Regions from separate parts of the Mus musculus genome. Here regions 1, 2 and 3 are each linked to region 4. A link is a contact called in public HiChIP or PLAC-seq and promoter capture Hi-C data. All regions are on one chromosome and are shown on one strand. Each heading gives the region's core, a stretch centred on a gene start, on an enhancer-like site or on the middle of the called end of the contact. The rest is flanking DNA. Distances are from core to core; before and after follow the strand shown.

Region 1 (4,217 bases), core at 88-2,587, 360 kb before region 4:
GTGTACTACTGAGCTAAAGTCCTGCTACACTCTCTACCCAGCACAATCAAAGATGTTTGGCTGCTGTGCACTTGGGTGAACAGCACAGCCTCCATCCATTGGCCGATATTGCTAGGCCTTGCCTGGGTAAGTCTTGCCTGGGTAAGGAACCATACTGATTCTGGTAGAGACATTAAAAATCTCCCAGTGCTGACCCCAGTAAGAACTAGCTTTCTCCCAGTTCTAGTGAGCAGGGCTTTAGGCTGTGGCTGATTGTAGCTGCTTGTACCTGAGTGAGTCTGGAAGGAGAGAGGGATGTATCTTGAACAAGACTGCCCCTTTTCCCCTTCCTTCCCTCTTTCCTTCCTTCCTCCTTCCCCACTCCTCACTTTAAGCAAGCTGGCTGAGAACTGTCTGTCCTCCACTTCAAAGGGCCAGTTGTCTTATTTTGATGTGGGCAGATTGAGAAGTAGGCTTTGAAAAATAGACTCTTTTTTTGTTGTTGTTTAATCTTTCCTCCTGGGATGGCTTTCAGAGCGGTATATCCAAGTGTCAGTGCGGGGGGGTTCTGACGAGCCTGGATTCCCAGACTCTCAGCAGGATCATCCTCTAACAGAAATATAAAAGTGAAATATTAAAAACCCTGCGACGTGAACTCCATCTGCAGAGTAGCCGGGGCCTTGCCTGCTTGTGCCATGGGGGAAAAAAACAGATCTTGAAAAAAGAGGGAGGAGAAAAAGCTCTTTGACTAGGAGGTTTGCAGGGTTAGCAGAGCACGGTAACTTCCCCTCAAAGGAGTGGGTGTTGCTCTTCACCCCCACCCCACCCCAAACTCTCATCCTTTGACTCAGCCTCCAGCACTCCCTAGCCTCCTCCTGCAAGGCACCCCCCTTTCACATGCTAACGGAGGTGTCTATGATTGGCTGAACAATACACTGGTCACACTCATTAAAGGGCTGCTATCTTTCACACAATTAGCCAAGACACATTAATCAAGCTGACGGCACTGAGGCTGCTGGCCTGCATGGGGGAGGGGGAGATTTTAGTGACTCTCCCTAAGCAGCCCCAAGCAAAGATAGAGTCCTAAAGGGAATTCTTCTACCCCAATGTCTGAAGAGGTTAAAGCCCCAACTGACAAGGCTATCTGGGCTGGGTTTGTGGCACTGGAGAACCCAGAGGCTTAGAACAAACCAGATGTTCATCTTGGCTAAGGTCTATTAACCGAGAGACAGTAGTGTGAATTTGAGCAACAGAAGCCTTTAGATGTTTTTACAAAGTTCCCCCAGCCTTGGTACCTCCTCCCTCCATTCACAAGAAAATGCACTCAGAGTCATTGGAACCTCAGGCATTCTGAGGCCAACTAAACAGAGGCTATGCCCACCCACACAGTGCGGGTTTCCCTATCCAGACAGAAAGCCTACCAGAGAAGAGAAACAGACTCAGTTGAGACAATGTAACAACTGCTGTGGTGTTTGTCCTAAGCCCTTGAAGGGCATTAAAATATAGTTCATTCTGAGAGAAAATGAAATGGTAGCATTCATGCTTTTGATCACGATATATATATATATATATATATATATATATATATATATATATATATATATATATATATATATATATATATATATATTTAATTTTTCTTTTCCAAGTCCCCTTTTTGTCTAGATTTTCAATGGCAACAGACGACAAGGTCTTACCTTGGAGACCTGTTTGCTTCAAAATCACATAGGGCTTTTCAGGGAATCAGCTAAATATTTAGACGTGTCTCTGTTAACATATACGGAGGCCTGCTTCTCTGGAGGCAGTCCAGGCACCGTCTCATTAGATGCAAAGATCTTGTGATAAAGAGGAACTTTTTCTTCTGCCCACATGATCACAGCGCAGTTGTGGTTTTTAATGTGTCACTGACTGTTCGGTCCAGCCCTGTTTGCTCCCCTGAAAGGGTCTGCCGGGCTCTGTTTGCTTCCTTAAACACAGTTTTTGAAAGCTCTCACGCTGGGTGAGCTCAAATCCTAGCATTAAGGTACTGCTGAGTTCATTTCACCACGCTCAAAAGCGCTGAGTTTAAATCCCTCTCAATTCCATTTGAGGCACCAGAAGACTTTATCCTTCTTCACTAATGGTTCCAAGTTTACATCTAGATACTGGGGGTCAAGGACAGGAGAGGATTTAGAAATAACAGTGCGTGACATTAGTCAATGCATTTGCCAAATTGGCAATTAGTTCCTGATGTGCGTGCAAAGCACTTTACTCCTGTCTCTTTGATGCCTGTTCCCATAGAGAAGGGAGCAGCATCCACTGAGGCTGTTAGGACTTTTAAAGAAATATCTGCTGAAAAGCACGCCTGATTTCCTCATGAGCTCAGCCACAGGGAAGCATCCGGGATTAGGCTGGTTTTCAGTTCCAGGAAAGAGCACCTCATCTGGGGAGTTTTTTCACTGGGGGAACTTAGTGGAAGTCAAAAAGGCAAAAAAAAAAAAAAAAAAAAAAAAAGCTGCACGCAGAAAAAGCCCAGAGGCACAGGCACCGGAATCCATCTGTGCCCTTGCCCACACCCTGTTGTGTTTTGTTTTTTTGATTTTTTTTTTTTGGTATGCTTGCTTTTGCAACTTTTAACCACTAGGTGGAAGCAAGAAATAACTGGGAAGGACAGCAGCAATCTAGTCAGATGGTGGAGCTTCACTCCTGAATTCTCCTTCTGACTGTAAAACCACTTTAAGATGTTCCCTGCATGTATATGATCTCAGGGCTGATTGTACATACAGGTAACATTAAATGGACTAAGCATGTTGTATTTATGTATTTAGGGATAGATCTTGAATTTGAGAGAGGGAGAGGGAGAAAGAGAGGAAGAAGGAGAAGGAGAGGGAGAGGGAGGCATGGGGAGATACATGTACAAAGTTGGAAGGAGGAAAGGGAGGAGGGGAATTATGTAATTATCATTTCATATATATGGTATAGATATAGATATGTATGTATATATATGGCATATATATGGCATATATATGGCATATATATGTATGTATGTATATATATATATATGTATGTATGTGTATATATATATATGTATACATATATATATAACAGTGTAAGAGCTGTGGGAGTCATGCAGGAGACAAATACTGGACTGAAAATCATCCTCTCCCCAAAAGGGATAAAAAACCATTAATGTGTTGGTTCAGAGAACTCTGAGCAAATCGCAGAATCCAGGCTAACACTGCCTCTGCTCTGGTGTCAGCTGCAGCCATGAGTAACTTGCTGAGAGAGAGAGATTTCCTGGGCTGAACTCAGAGGGAGGGAGCTACCTTCTGAGTGGAAAGTCCAAGTTCCTCCATTTATTGTCTGGGAGAACTTGAGGGAGTTTTTTACTTTCAGTTCTCTGAGCCATAAAATGGGAGCTAGCCTATCATTTAAAACATATTCCCTGTGTACCAGGAAGTATACATAAGTATATGCACAATATGTAATGATACATATATACAGTATACTACATATTATATATAATATTTATTGCACATAATTGCTAATCTCTACTGCTACTTGCCTGGGTCAGTGTTGGAGGACAGGTGAGGACATGCTTTCCCAGGCTCACAGAGAGACGTTTCCTGACTGAAAAGGACGGGAGTCAGTATCCAGCTTTGCTCTATTTCTCTTTATCATATTGTTTCCCTGAATCTTTTTACAGCACAGTACTGAAAAATTATCATTGAACTGTATCTGCCACAGAGCCTAGCTTCTCAGAAAAGCCCCACCAAAGCTATGCTTCCATTCTTGTTGCCACAGTGTTCGAGGCCAGCTGCTCAGTGACCCACCATGGTATAGCTACCACGACGGGTGTTGAAGAACACACTGTCTCTTTTCTTTATAGTTAGAACCTTGGGGATCCTGGCCTCTTTCAGGAAGCCCAGCGTACCTTGAGGCACCACAACTGACTTTTAGTTTGCCTTGCGTGGGCCCAAACGTTGTCTGGATTCCCACATCGTTAAAGTTGATGTTCAGGTTTTTAAGCACCTACCTATGTGTGTCTGAGTGCCTGTTAAGCCTGTACCTGTCCGTTCCCCACATCTAAACTGCCATCATATGCCTACCCACCTTGTGCCTGCAGAGCCTTCCCTAGAAGAACCCTCATTACTCGCCTGCCAGGAACGCAGCAGGGCCACGTAAATCCGCTGTGTCGGCATCGCCACTGCTTTTTTTGCTAAAATATGTTACAAGAAAAAGATTTCTAGAATTTCCTA
Region 2 (4,324 bases), core at 115-2,614, 510 kb after region 4:
TTGCAGCACACAAGACAATGTTCCCAGCACCCATGTCAGGAGCCCCCACCCCCACCCAGACCTCCAGCTCCCAGGGATAAGATATCTTCTGGCCTCAGAGGGTATACAAACATATGTGGCACAAGGACGCACACAGGGCATGTGGGGGCATTAGTATATTTTAAAAATAAAGGTCACATAGTGAACCCCCATGATGGCATTAGTAGCTTTACATTTATTTATCTATTGTGCATGTGTATATGCCAGAGGATAATTTTCATGAGTAGGTTCTTGCTTTCCATTTAGTGAGCTAGGGTCTCTTGTTTGTGGCCAGGGCTCGCTGGCCCTCCAGTCTCCATCTTGCATTTCAGGAGGTCTGGCTTGCACAGCAAGTCATCTCCCTCCCTTTCCTTTCTTCTTCTTTTCTTTTGTGGCAAGGTCTCATGCGGCACAGGTTGGTCCCAGACTTGCTAGGTAGCCCATGTCAGCGCTGAACTCCTGATCTCTCTCCCTCCATCTCCTAAGTGCTAGATCACAGACCTGTTTCTTCAGGGTGGCTTCGATTATTTCTGAAGCTTAGTGATTACATATAGAAGTTCATTTTATTACTTTGTTTCCTTGTGTGTGCTTGTTAGGAATCAAACACAGGGCATCTCAGATGCTAAGCTGCTCTAAAACTGATTTTTTTATATGTTTGTAAAATTTCACAATAGTTTCTTAAATGTTTAGATTTAAAAGGTTAATCTTACGCTTTTCTCCTCTCTTAAAACAATAGCAACAACAACAACCTTAAGAAAGTGTGTGCAGCTAATAAGACTGCCTTTTGCTTCTTTTTCTGAAAGACGGAACTCATTCCGTACAGCAGTCTCCTTGGAACAGACACAGAATGGCAGTGACAGTACAAAGGCAACGACGCCAGAACAGGTAAAGATTTCTTTTCTTCTTTTTTCGCTTTTGAGCTCTGTCCCAGGACCAATCCCATTTCTACAAAGAAATCAAATCGAGATCCCTTCGAGACGCCCTAGGGTCGCCGGTCCTCAGCTGATTCGCAGAGGCGCCGCCAGGCGAGGAAAGTTCCGTCCGCCCCACCTAGCAGGGGCGGGGAGCGACGTCAGCACGTCGGCCCTCACGTCCAGCTGGGTGACTACTGACCGGAATGCCCAGGCTGGCTCCGACCGCTTTCAGAGCCTGAGCGAGGGCACTGCGGCTGCGCAGGCATGCCGGGGGAGGGGCTTCGGGGCTGAGCGGCCCTCGAGGAGCGGCTGCCGGAGGGCCGGGTAAATCCCCAGAGGCCGGAATGATTAGCCCAGGGGCTGCTCCGCCCCTGGCTCCTCCCACCCCGCGTCGGCGCTACCCCGCCTCCGCCTCCGCCTCCCGCCCGGCTTCGGGGTGACACGGGGCTTCGCCGCGGGCAGGGCGGAGGGCAGCAAGTTAGCCCGCGGCGGGGTGGCGCCGGCGGGCCTGTGAGCGTGGTGAGGGGACGCCGAGGTCGGGCGGAGGCTGCCGCGGGGCGGGAAGGCCCGGGGGAATGCGGCGCAGGGCTGCAGCCTGAGGGGCGGCGGCGGCGGGCGAGGGGGCGCGGCCGGCCCGGGCGGGTCTGGCTGCGGCCGGTTGGCGTGGGTCCCGGGTCTGGGTCCCAGAGCGCTCCGGGCCGCGCTTCTGAAGTTGATTGGCACGCCTGACGTTTGTCTCTCTTGTTCGTAACGGGGACGCAGGGAGGAAATGGAAAGGTCCCCGGACTGCTGCGAGGCGGGGTCTGGGGTCGTCCCACGGGAGGTGGTCCTTGCCACGGTGTGTGAGCCCCTTTCTTCTTGGGTGGAGAGGTGGAAGCCAGGTAGGCAGGATGACTTTCGCTGTGTGGATGGTTAAAACAAACAAACCAGGAATTCCTCGGGCCCTCCCCCCACGCCCTGCCCTGCAACGCAGCAAACATTCCCAGCAACTTTTAAGAAGCTGGCGAGAAATCTCGGATATTTGTTGTGTTTGATCTGTGCTCCTGGTTAAAGGAAGGCGTGAGTAGGGAGCCGTCTTCCTTCCCATCTACCGCAGTTTTGGTTGTGAATCTGCCTGGAAGGTTTTAGTATTTTATGTTGATCATTAGTCGTGGTGTGCCAAACAGGAGTTTCTGGAATATCTAATCACATTAAAAATTTATCCCTTTGAATGGGGTGATCAAGGCAGACGGATATCTGGATTTTTTTTTTTCAAATGTGGCTTAAAAAAACTTAGGATATTTTTGTATTTCACAGACCTATTTACGAGACCAGCTACCCCTGATGAAGAAGTGTTGGAGTAGTTGCTGAAATTGACCCTTATTGACCTGAGACAGTCTTATTTGTTCTACGAATTTTTTTTTTTGTTTTTTTTTTGTTTATTCCACTGCTTTGAGCTTTACTGTAACGGCTGATAAACTTGGAAAATAAAGTAATATGATATGGTCTTGAACCGTCTTTTTGAGGAAATATTAAAGTACCAGAGTGGAAAGCCAGAATGGCAGCCAGAGAGAGGCTCTTTGAACTTTGGATGCTTTATTGTACAAAGGTAATTTGCTTTCCTTTTATTTCTGTACTTAAAATTACTTGATTATAAAATTTTGTATCCAGCATTATGACCTTATTGTGTAGTGTGTTTGTGCATATTGATAATCCTGAACTGGCAGGTGTGGTGGTGCATACCTTTAGTCCCAGAACAGAGTCCTAGAACAATGCCGGGCCAGGTGGTGTTATGTGAGTTTGAGTCTATCCTAGTGGACGTAAGACATTTCCAGGACAGCCAGGGCTGCAATTCTCAAAACAGAACCCCAAACAACTCCCCCATCCTGAATTTAAAAAACATGCAAGAGAAATAAATAAATTTTAAAAAACATGTAAGAGATCTTGAATTTCCCATATTTATTTTTCAGTTTTGAGTACATTGACAATATTGGCCTGCTATTAAAAACTTACAAATATTTCTTTGATATATCTTCAGTGATCTCAAAATTATATAGGTAGATTGTACCTATAAAAGAAAAATAAAACTCTTATTGTTTGTAGGATATGTGGGGGGGCCACATGGGTGCCTTGGTACTTTTTTAGAGGTCAGGGGACAATTGTGTGGATTTGGTTGTCCCTCTCCACATTTATATAGGTTCCTAGGATTGAATTTAGGTCATCAGGATTGTGTGGCAGGTGCTTTACCCATTGAGCCATCTTATCTGCCCCAAATATTTTATTTTTCTGCTATTTTTTTCTTCCCTTAATTGGGGGTAAAGACAGTTTTGTTTGGACATTAAACTTTTTTTTCCCCCTTCCCCTAAACTTTTTTTAATCAACCTTTTAAATTATTTTTGAAGGTTATTGATTGAGGTAGTTATTACAGGATTAACATTATGTTAGCATATACTAGCATTATCTCATTTAATACTAACTAGGTTCTAGTGAGGTAGGTATTGTAATTATCCTTTTATTCGGGAGAACTGGTGTAGTTGTGAGTTTGGAATTCAGAAATATCTGATTCAGGCCTATCATTTTGCCATTCAGAAATACATTTCTTTGACTTCCTTCATGTAAATTTTTGCATAGTAAATTTGATCTTAGGCCATTGGGAAGGGTGTTCCTTAAAGGGTGTTTCTCAAGTGAGGATCTACGTTAGTACTTTGAAGATACAGCAATGATCAGAGAACCATTCATTCCCAGTCTGTTGGTTAACTTAGGTCTGTGTGGTTATGTTCTCAGATCACACAGCCTGTAGTTTTGCATTATATATTCAAGTTTGTTTTTGAAGTAAAATTTCATCTTACTAACCAGCAATTTATCCCGTAAGAAGTCATCTCATTTCCACTGTTATTTTTCTTAACTTCCTGGTTTGATAGTCATACATTTTTTTTGGTTTTTTTTTTGTTTTTTTTTTTCGAAACAGGGTTTTTCTGTGTAGCCCTGATTGTCCTGGAACTCACTCTTTAGACCAGGCTGGCCTTGAACTCAGAAATCCACCTGCCTCTGCCTCCTGAGTGCTGGGATTAGAGGCATGCGCCACCACGCCCGGCGATAGTTATAAATATTAAAGTATATATCTGCACATATATATCTATAGAAACACACACATACATACTTTGAAATGTTAATATAAAAATTTAGAATAGCTTTTGGGCTTATGTAATTGACAGAAATATCTTTTTAAAAATAAACAATCCTTCTAATAAAAAAGGAATCTATTTCATCTAGACACTGTTCAAAATAGTCAGTAATATGTTAGCCAAAAATTAAAATGAAATTTTAGTATGAATGTCCAATAATGACTTGTTAAAAAATATATTAAACTCACTAATTTTCACCATTTTCAGAATGAGAAATGGTAAATGAGA
Region 3 (4,264 bases), core at 945-3,444, 410 kb before region 4:
AATATGGAAAGTCAGGTCAGCAGTTTTGGTGCAGAGTCATCTACCCAATGGACCAGCTCACCAGATCTGAATGAGCGTTCCTGACAAATTTTATTACAATGAATACGTGAAAAATTATTATGATGAGAAAGAACTTCTCTCTCAGTTGTATGTCAGTCAAAAGTTTAGCTGCTTTTGAGGTGTAACTGATTTTATGCCTAGTCCCTATCCATTGTGCATCATTGGTCTCTTACTTTCTCTCTCTAAGTGTCTCAAACTTTATTTAGTAAATCCTTGAATGGACTTGCCTTAGATCGTATGTAGCAAATTGTTTCTCTTTTTGTCTTTGTTTTGACTCTGGAACCCAGACTGACCTCTAACTCATGGCAATCGTCTTGCTTGTTTCCCAAGTGCTGACAATGAAGGCATGGACCCTATACCTTGCTTGCTTGCTTGTAGCTATTTTGAAATAAAACTTAAAATATATGCTCAAGGTTAATGTCTTAGGGTTTCCATGGCTGTGAAGAAACACCGTGACCATCGCAACTCTTATAAAGGAAAACACTTAGCTGGGGCTGGCTTACAGTTTCAGAGGGTCAGTCCATTAGCATCAAGGCAAGAAGCATGGTGGTGATGTGCAGGCAGATATGGTGCAGGAGAAAGAGCTGAGAGTTCTACATTTTGATCCACAGGCAGCAGGAGACTACTGGGGCTAGCTTGAGCATATGAGACTTCAAAGACCACTTTTACAATGAAACACTTCCTCCAACAAAGGCACACCTACTCCAACAAAGCCACACCTCCTAATGCCTTCACTGCCTATGGGCCAAACATTCAAATGTATGAGTCTATGGGGGCCATTTCTATTCAAACCACTACAATTAGATCACATAAAAGTAAAGATTTAACGGAGGAAAGTTCAGAAGTTAACTATCCAGGGTACTGTTGTGATAACACATAGCCCCCTTTCTCATATTGTTGTGTATGTTATTGTGATTGACATATTATGATGGAAATAATATTATGCACCTCTCATAGAAAAAGAGTTCTATCTACAATCACAGACTACAAAGCAGTTTGATCCAGATTAGATTCCTAGAAATGCCAAGTACTAATATAGTATTTATAGACACTAAACATTAATTATACTGATATGAAAGGAAGGGAGGAATGGGGGAATGAGGAGATATGTGCATGTACACACACATCACACTCTCACACACACCACACTCTCACAAACTCTCACACAAACACTCACACATATACCAAACTCTCACACACACCACACTCACACACACCACACTCTCACACAGTTTCTGTTTCCTCTTTATTTGAAATTTGAAAAGAATCTCATTATGTAGTCCAGACTAGTCTTGAACTCATCACCCTGCTGTTTCAGTCTCCAAAGTACTGAGATTACAAGTGTGCCACTGGGGGTTGGGGAGATGGCTCAACAGTTAAGAGCACTGTCTGCTCTTCCAGAGGTCTTGGGTCCATCATACCCAGCTCAAACTCCGCTCTCCACCCTGACTCTCCACTATTTGTAGAGTATTAGCAACACAGGTAATCACTAGTGTTTGAAGGAATAGCTTTGCCCTGTCAGACTGAGATTGACTTTCGTTTGGAGGCAGAGAAGGAGTCAGAATCCTCAGCTCTCTTTCCATACCACCGTTCTGTGGTTCCTTTGACTCTAAAAGTTGGCTAGTTTGCAAACTCATTTTAATGTTGGAAAAACCAATCTGAGTCAGATGGCTCTCATCTGCAATCCCGGGACTGGAGAAGCTGAGGCAGGAGGATTACCTCCACTTGGAAACTAGCTGGGCTGCTGGGAGAGACTGCCTCAAAAGAAAAACAAGTTTGAAACCCAAGAGGCTTTCAGATGAAAGCAAGGGATAGAACACCCCTCAGCATGACCACTTTAGCCCCAGGGTAGGCCAATAAACACTAGGGTTATGCACATTCTGGGAAAGCGAGTGTATCCACAGAACTGACTTGTGGCTGGAGTGAGAGAGAGCTTACTCCAGTGTGCCCAGTTGTATTCTCTCGGGCAGAGCCTCCTTGTTTTTGAGTGTGCACACATGAGCGCTAGCTGCTGCGGTTCTGATGCATTCTTTGCACTGATGAGCTAAAACTGCTGAAGTCATGAGACTGCTCCAGGCAGAGCCCTCGTGTGAGTCACAGAGAAGCTCCTCTCTGCTGACCTCTGGCAGAGGGGGAGCAAATGAGAAGAGGCGGGTGGGAAGAGGTTCAAGGGCGGGTTTTCTCCTTGAACCTGGGCTAGTATGGGTCAAGAGCTGTGTGCAAAGAGGCTACAGCCAGGATGCAGTTGCTACCACCGTTCGGAGGGAGGGGAGGCGCACAGCTGTCAGAGAAGCCAGCCTGGAAGCACCGAGCCTGCTGTATTCGAGGTACTCGTATCCCGGGAGGAGCATCTTTCTTTATTAGTAAACCAAGCAATTCAGACAGACACTCCCTTTTGTAACAGAGTCTTATTCCTCTGCGGTAGGTCTAAACTCATAAAAAGAAAATTCTATTAAAGTCACAGAGGATTTATGGTTGTAGTTATCAAGTTTGGGGATGTACTTGTAAACCAGAAGAGGGGAATAAGCCTTGGGTTTGGCCGCTTTTGACTTGAAATAGAGAAAGTGGTTCTTCTCTGGACGTCTCTGAGCCACTAAATTGCAGGGCTGAACTGTAGAGGGCAAGCTGCCATACCGGTAGGTCCGCTGTGGATTCTCAGTTTCAGTAATTAGCTCGTGATTATTAGCAGTATCTTACTAAATTATTCTAAGGCATTACATTAAGTACCAAGGAAGGTGGGCAGGTACGGAGGAAACTGAGTTAAATGAAGAAATTGGGAGACACCCTTAAGGAGACTGGGTTAAACTGTGTAGGTGAAGGAAAAATTTAGTATTTCAGTAATTGGTACCATGGTTGTCTCTAAGAGATCTGACTTTCAGGAAACCTGCCTTTCAGGGGTGTGGGAAGCTTACAAACAATCAAACCAAAAACAAACAAACAAACAAACAAACCAAAAACAGGCAAATAAAACAAAGAAAAGGTTTTGCCAGCCATCACATTGTGACTTTGTACACATTTTGCTCCTGTACGTTCTTTTCCTCTAGCTAACAGAAGCATCCAGTTCCACGGCTTCATTTCACCCCAGGGGACTGGAGGCTGCCAGTGCCCAGAAGTTGAAGAGTAAAAGGCCCCGGAGTAACAGTGATTCTTTTCAGGAAGAGAATCTGAGGCAGGGGTTGCCATGGGTGAGTGAACTGCTGACAGGCATCAAGGAGAATTTCATGGGTGCCTGTCTAGGGAAGCTAGCCCTCACCTTCCAGGGATGCCTGTGTGGGCTTGCAAGTGCACTTACACATAGACAGATACACAGACATACACACACATGCACACACAGAGAGACAGTCACACAGACACACATGCACAGGCACATATACAGACACACACATACACATACACATACAAACATGCACACACACACACACACATGCACAAACAGGCATGCACACACAACACTCAGACATATACAGGTACACATGCAGACAGACACATACACATACAAACATGCACACATACACACACACATGCACAAACAGACATGCACACACAACACACAGACATACACAGGCACACATGCAGACAGACACATACACATACAAACATGCACACACACACATGCACAAACAGGTATACACACACAACACACAGACAGACATACACAGGCACACATGCAGACAGACAGACACTGACACAGAGACAGACACACATGGACATGGACACAGACATATACACAAACACATACACATAGACACACACGAACACATACATACATACAAACATGCACACAGATAGACAGACAGACAGAAAGACAGATACACACACACACACACACACACACACACACACTGCTATCTAATGTCCCTAGGGAAAATATAAGTCATATTTTTTATGTGTTCTTTCTGTCTTCCCACCTCTCACCCCACCCTTTGAACAGAAGAAGAGCCTCCCTTTTGGGGCAGCCTCATCTTACTTGAACTTGGAGAAGCTGGGTGAAGGTTCTTATGCCAAAGTTTACAAGGGCATCAGCAGGTAAGTGACTCATGAAGACTTTTGATGAGGGCATCTCCTATTGCATTACAAGGCCAACTGACAGCACACACATTCAGTCTTTGGGACTGAGGCAGGACATCTGGAACAAAAGGATGGTAGACATGGTAGAGCATTTGTTTTGTTTTGTATGGTTTTGGATTTTTAAAAAGATTTTATT
Region 4 (4,292 bases), core at 651-3,150:
GCTCTTCCAAAATAGAAGGCTGATGAAACTTAAGCATTAACCCAAAAAAAAAAGAAAAAAAAAAAAAAAAAAAAGAAAGAAAGAAAAGAAAAAACAAAGGCCAGGCGTGGTGGCAACGCCTTTAATCCCAGCACTTGGGAGGTAGTGGGGGATTTCTGAGTTCAAGGCCAGCCTGGTCTACAGAGTTCCAGGACTTAAGCATTTACAGCTGATCTTTCTGAGCTGGTAACTAAGTAAACAACTGTCATAAACAAATTATTCATAAAGTCATTTCTATCCCAAAAGAGGATTAATTCAGATTATTAATAAGTAAATCCATGCCACAATTAGTCTACAGTGTAGATAGGCTATAAAAATAGAACCACCCTGGCCAGTCTGTGGTGGCACAAGCCTTTTATCCCAGCACTCAGGAGACAGAAACAGGCCGATCTCTATAAATTGGAGGCCAGCCTGGTCTACAGAGTGTTCCTAGAAAGCCAAGGCTACACAGAAAATCCGTGTCTCAAACAACAACAACAAATTTTTTTTTTAAAAAAGTCCAACTACATTGTGAAGTTGAATGAAAAAGTTTACTGAATAATTATCACAAAAGAAGAAAAAGTTAAAAAAAAAATACTCTGAAAATTAAGTCATCTGAGCAAACCAAAGCAAAGTCAGACCAAAACCTTATGTATATAAAAACTAGCCACAAAGGTAGTAACTAAAATAGGATGAAGAAAAATTTAGGTGGCAAGGAGTCACTCCTATTTGAAGGCAAATACCATGCAAATCCTTGATTCCAAAACCGAGACACACTGTTTTACTACTAATTGACAGCTTTCTGCAAATATTCTGCAATTGTACAACACGGATAACTTTTTTTTTCTCTATTTCTTCGAAAATTAGTTCAGAAACTTCTGGAAGAGAGGTTTGGGGGTGCATATAATCTAAATGCGTCATCTGATTATCAAAGAACAAAAAACGTGCTATATTTTTTTTTAAAGTGCCAAGCATCTGCTGGTTAAAGCCCAGACGAAATGGCTTGTTGGTGGTGGCACTCCATACACAGTTTGCTGTTTCTCGGTTATTCTGAGCGCTCTGAGAACTGGAGAGTTGATGGACCAATCCCGAGTAAGAAATGGAAAGTACAGCGAAAGAGCGGACCGTTCCGCACCCCCGGAAGGAAAAAAAAAAAAAAAAGACTGAGGTGTGCAGAGATGGACGGACCCTCCAGGCAAACACAACGGAAAAGCAGCGTCCTCTGGGCTCCCAGTCACCTCAGACACGGCTCCCCGGCCGCCCCCCACTCTCCGGGACCAAGAACCCAAAGTGGAGTCGAGCTGCTTTTCAGGGCCACCTAGCCTCCCAGTCGGGGATTTCCCTCCCGTTACATAACTGGGCCTAGGGCCTGGTTTCTGCCATCCGTCGTCCGAAGGGAAACGGTCGTTTTCCCCTCAGCTTGCTCTCGGGGACAAGGGAGCGGGCCTGGGCCCCCTGCGAGCCCGCGAGAAACCTGGGCGCCGTCGAGAGAGCCCCGGCGCCGGGTGGCGCGGGGGTAGGGGCCTCGGAGAGGGGCGCGGAGGGCGCGTGGAACCCAGAGCCCCGGGGTCCCAGGCGGCCTGGCCCGACTCCGCCAGGCGCCCCGCGTCCCTCGCGGCCCCCTCCCCACGGGCAGCCCCCTTCTCCAGCCGCCCCCTCCCCCGCGCCTCAGTCCAGGGCCCCAGCCCGCGGCCGACGGCCCTGAGCCCTAAGGCCCCGGCCCGGTACCTGGTCAGACATGGTGACGTGGATTCACCCGGGGGTCTCCGCACCACTGCGGCCTCCGGCAGGCAGAACCTCACTCTGAGGTTTACAAATCCGTCCCTTCTCTACAGCACAACACCGCGGCTGCAGGGACTTCCTCTACGTCTTGCGTCACTTCCGCTGCGCGCAGAGGCGAGTTAGCGAAGACGGGAAAAGGAAGCGGGAAAACGCCGTAAGGAAGGCCGGGGGCTAAAATCCTCCAGGTTGTAAACTACTTGCCTGGAGCAAGAGAACTGCTAGGACTTCGGAGGGAGGGAGAATCAGGCCCGCTGCCGCAGCCCTCAGGGAGACCAGCGCTTTGCCTGCAGGCCGAATGTCTGGGGTCAAACTGACTGCTTAGGCTCCTCCCGGTGGGACGACTTGCGCGCTTCTGAGGCCCGGACCAACCCTCACTGAATATAGTGAATTACCCGTATAGTATTTTTATAGGCCCCTCATGCTTGCTGTTGCCACATTCGTGACTCCGGGTGATAGAGGCAGAGGCTACCGGATCTCTGTGAGTTCGTGGCCATCTTCATCTACAAAGTGAGTTCCAGGACAGGACATAGAACCCTGTTGGGGGCGGGGGAGATGAGGGGGCACAAAAAGACGACCCTTCAGGACACATCTTTTGTTCTTGTGTTTTGAGGCAGGGTCTCACTAATAGCCTTGGCTATTATAGAACATTGCAATGTCAACCAGACTGGCCTCCAACTCGTAGAGATCCTCTTGCCTCTGCCTCCCAAGTGCCACCACACCCCCAGCTAGAACAAAGTCTTGGTGGCTACAGACAACTAAAATGCTACTGAAAGTTTTGAAGTTGTAGGCAGGAGCGCCTTCCAACGCATAAACTAGTTGCCTTGTGTCATAGAAAGACCTAAACTGCTTCCTTTGAATACAGTGACCTTGCACAAGCATTCAAGGAGGATTAAGGTTATAATAAGTAAAGGGGGAAAAATGAAAACTTAAATCAAAAACCCTTCACAGAACAAGACATTAGTAAAATAATCTTTTCTGTAAATAGTAATGAGCCAACTATAAATGACCCAGTAGTCAAAGAGCACTGGCTACTCTTCCAGAGGACTCAAGTCTGAGTCCCAGCACCCATGCATGCATTCAAAACTGCCTGTAACTCTAGTCCCAAGAATCAGATACTTTTTTCAGCACCAAGCCAAAGCCTGAATGCGGTTCATAAACACATTCAGACAAAAACACCCATACAAAATTAAAAATTAGTAGGTACAATATAATTACTAATGAAAATACTGAACATTCACATGCGAAAGGAGAAAGAATTTAAATCCCTATTTCACTGCATATACAAAATTAAAATGTTTCAACGGTGTTTATGTAAGACTGTTTTAGGGTTTTTTTTTTAAGATTTATTTATTTATTTTATGTATATGAGTACACTGTAGATGTTGCAGATGGTTGCAAGCCTTCATGTGGTTGTTGGGAATTGAATTTAGGATCTCTGCTTGCTCCAGTCAGCTCCGCTCACTCCAGTCAACCCTGCTCTCTCAGTCCCTGCTCACTCTGACTCAAAGACTTATTTATTATTATTTGTAAGTACACTGTAGCTGTCTTCAAATGCTCCAGAATAGGGTATTAGATCTCATTACAGATGGTTGTGAGCTGCCATGTGGTTGCTGGGATTTGAACTCAGGACCTTCGGAAGAGCAGTCAGTGCTCTTACCCACTGAGCCATCTCACCAGCCCTGTTTTAGGTTTTTTTATTGCTGGAAAGAAACACGATGTGCCTTTGCACATTGAGGAGGAAAGAGATTATTTGGCTTACAGGACAGGAACTCAAGCATGTGGGAACCTGGAGGCAGGAGCTGGTGCAGAGGCCATGGAGGGTGCTGCTTACTGGTTTACTCCTCAGCCAGCTTTCTTTTGGAACCCAGGACTACCAGCCTTGTATGGTATCACTCACAATGGGCTGAGCCTCACCCATTGATCACTAATTGAGAAAAAAAGCTGGATCTCATCAAGATATTTCCTCAATTATGACTCCTTCCTCTCTGATGACTCGAGATTGTGTCGAATTGACACACAAAACCAGCCAGCACAATGTATGTAAGTATGATTAGAATATATATGTAATATTCATATATACACATGTATCACACATAATTATAATATATACATATGATATGTACATATGTAATATATACATACACACACACATATTTAATGTTTTTCAAGACAGGGTTTCTCTATATAATAGCCCTGATTGTCCTGGAACTCACTTTGTAGACTAGGCTGGCCTTGAACTCACAGAGATCCACCTGCCTCTGCTTTTTAAGTGCTGGAATTAAAGGGGTGCAACACTATACCTGGCCAGAAAATAATATATTTCAAAAGAAAGATTATTCTTTGAGTATGATCCACAGAGTCATCTAAGGTGTAATGTCAGGGAAGCAATTGGTTATGGTGCTGAGTACTAAGAGAAAATAGGCTTGATATTAGAGATCTGGGCTCTTTCATTCTGGCCTGTGGCACTGGCAAGATGGCCAAGTGGGATAGTG

The links. Promoter capture Hi-C pulls out the DNA fragments that hold promoters and counts their contacts. HiChIP or PLAC-seq counts read pairs in DNA pulled down with a chosen protein or histone mark.
Region 1: an H3K4me3 HiChIP or PLAC-seq map of bone marrow-derived macrophages shows a contact between it and region 4, with 3 times the contacts expected there. The contact joins the enhancer-like site here to the promoter of Sumo1 in region 4. A contact is called at or near these places in 5 of 39 promoter capture datasets (the 3T3-L1 cell line, the C10 cell line, frontonasal cranial neural crest and 2 more) and 3 of 115 datasets of contacts at active chromatin or transcription factors (bone marrow-derived macrophages, large pre-B cells and trophoblast stem cells).
Region 2: a contact with region 4 is called in an H3K4me3 HiChIP or PLAC-seq map of intestinal villus epithelium, with 6 read pairs. The contact joins the promoter of Nbeal1 here to the promoter of Sumo1 in region 4. A contact is called at or near these places in 10 of 39 promoter capture datasets (the 3T3-L1 cell line, the HPC-7 cell line, embryonic stem cells and 6 more) and 1 of 115 datasets of contacts at active chromatin or transcription factors (intestinal villus epithelium).
Region 3: a contact with region 4 is called in a promoter capture Hi-C map of liver, with 7 times the contacts expected there. The contact joins the promoter of Cdk15 here to the promoter of Sumo1 in region 4. A contact is called at or near these places in 19 of 39 promoter capture datasets (the 3T3-L1 cell line, 3T3-L1-derived adipocytes, the C10 cell line and 12 more), 1 of 484 Hi-C or Micro-C datasets (bone marrow-derived macrophages), 7 of 115 datasets of contacts at active chromatin or transcription factors (bone marrow-derived macrophages, craniofacial prominence, embryonic basal ganglia and 4 more) and 3 of 9 other capture datasets (adipose tissue, embryonic stem cells and macrophages).

What each region holds. Positions count from the first base shown.
Region 1 is chr1:59,314,319-59,318,535 of GRCm38.p6, forward strand. All of the region lies in intron 10 of Cdk15 (cyclin-dependent kinase 15), which reads left to right. Among named protein-coding and RNA genes, the nearest start is that of Gm51625, 52 kb to the right of the region's middle. Within about 2 kb of position 1,338, at least 95 of the 459 cell types and tissues checked have an H3K27ac peak or open chromatin away from gene starts, as enhancers often do. A contact at or near this core is called in bone marrow-derived macrophages, where this site is marked.
Region 2 is chr1:60,179,235-60,183,558 of GRCm38.p6, forward strand. Nbeal1 (neurobeachin like 1) reads left to right here and starts at 1,365. Exons shown (of 55, transcript NM_173444.2): 1 at 1,365-1,451; 2 at 2,229-2,520. The coding sequence starts at 2,470.
Region 3 is chr1:59,254,712-59,258,975 of GRCm38.p6, forward strand. It overlaps Cdk15 (cyclin-dependent kinase 15), which reads left to right and starts at 2,195. Exons shown (of 14, transcript NM_001033373.3): 1 at 2,195-2,387; 2 at 3,105-3,245; 3 at 3,992-4,086. The coding sequence starts at 2,262.
Region 4 is chr1:59,668,934-59,673,225 of GRCm38.p6, forward strand. It overlaps Sumo1 (small ubiquitin-like modifier 1), which reads right to left and starts at 1,901. Exons shown (of 5, transcript NM_009460.2): 1 at 1,747-1,901. The coding sequence starts at 1,758.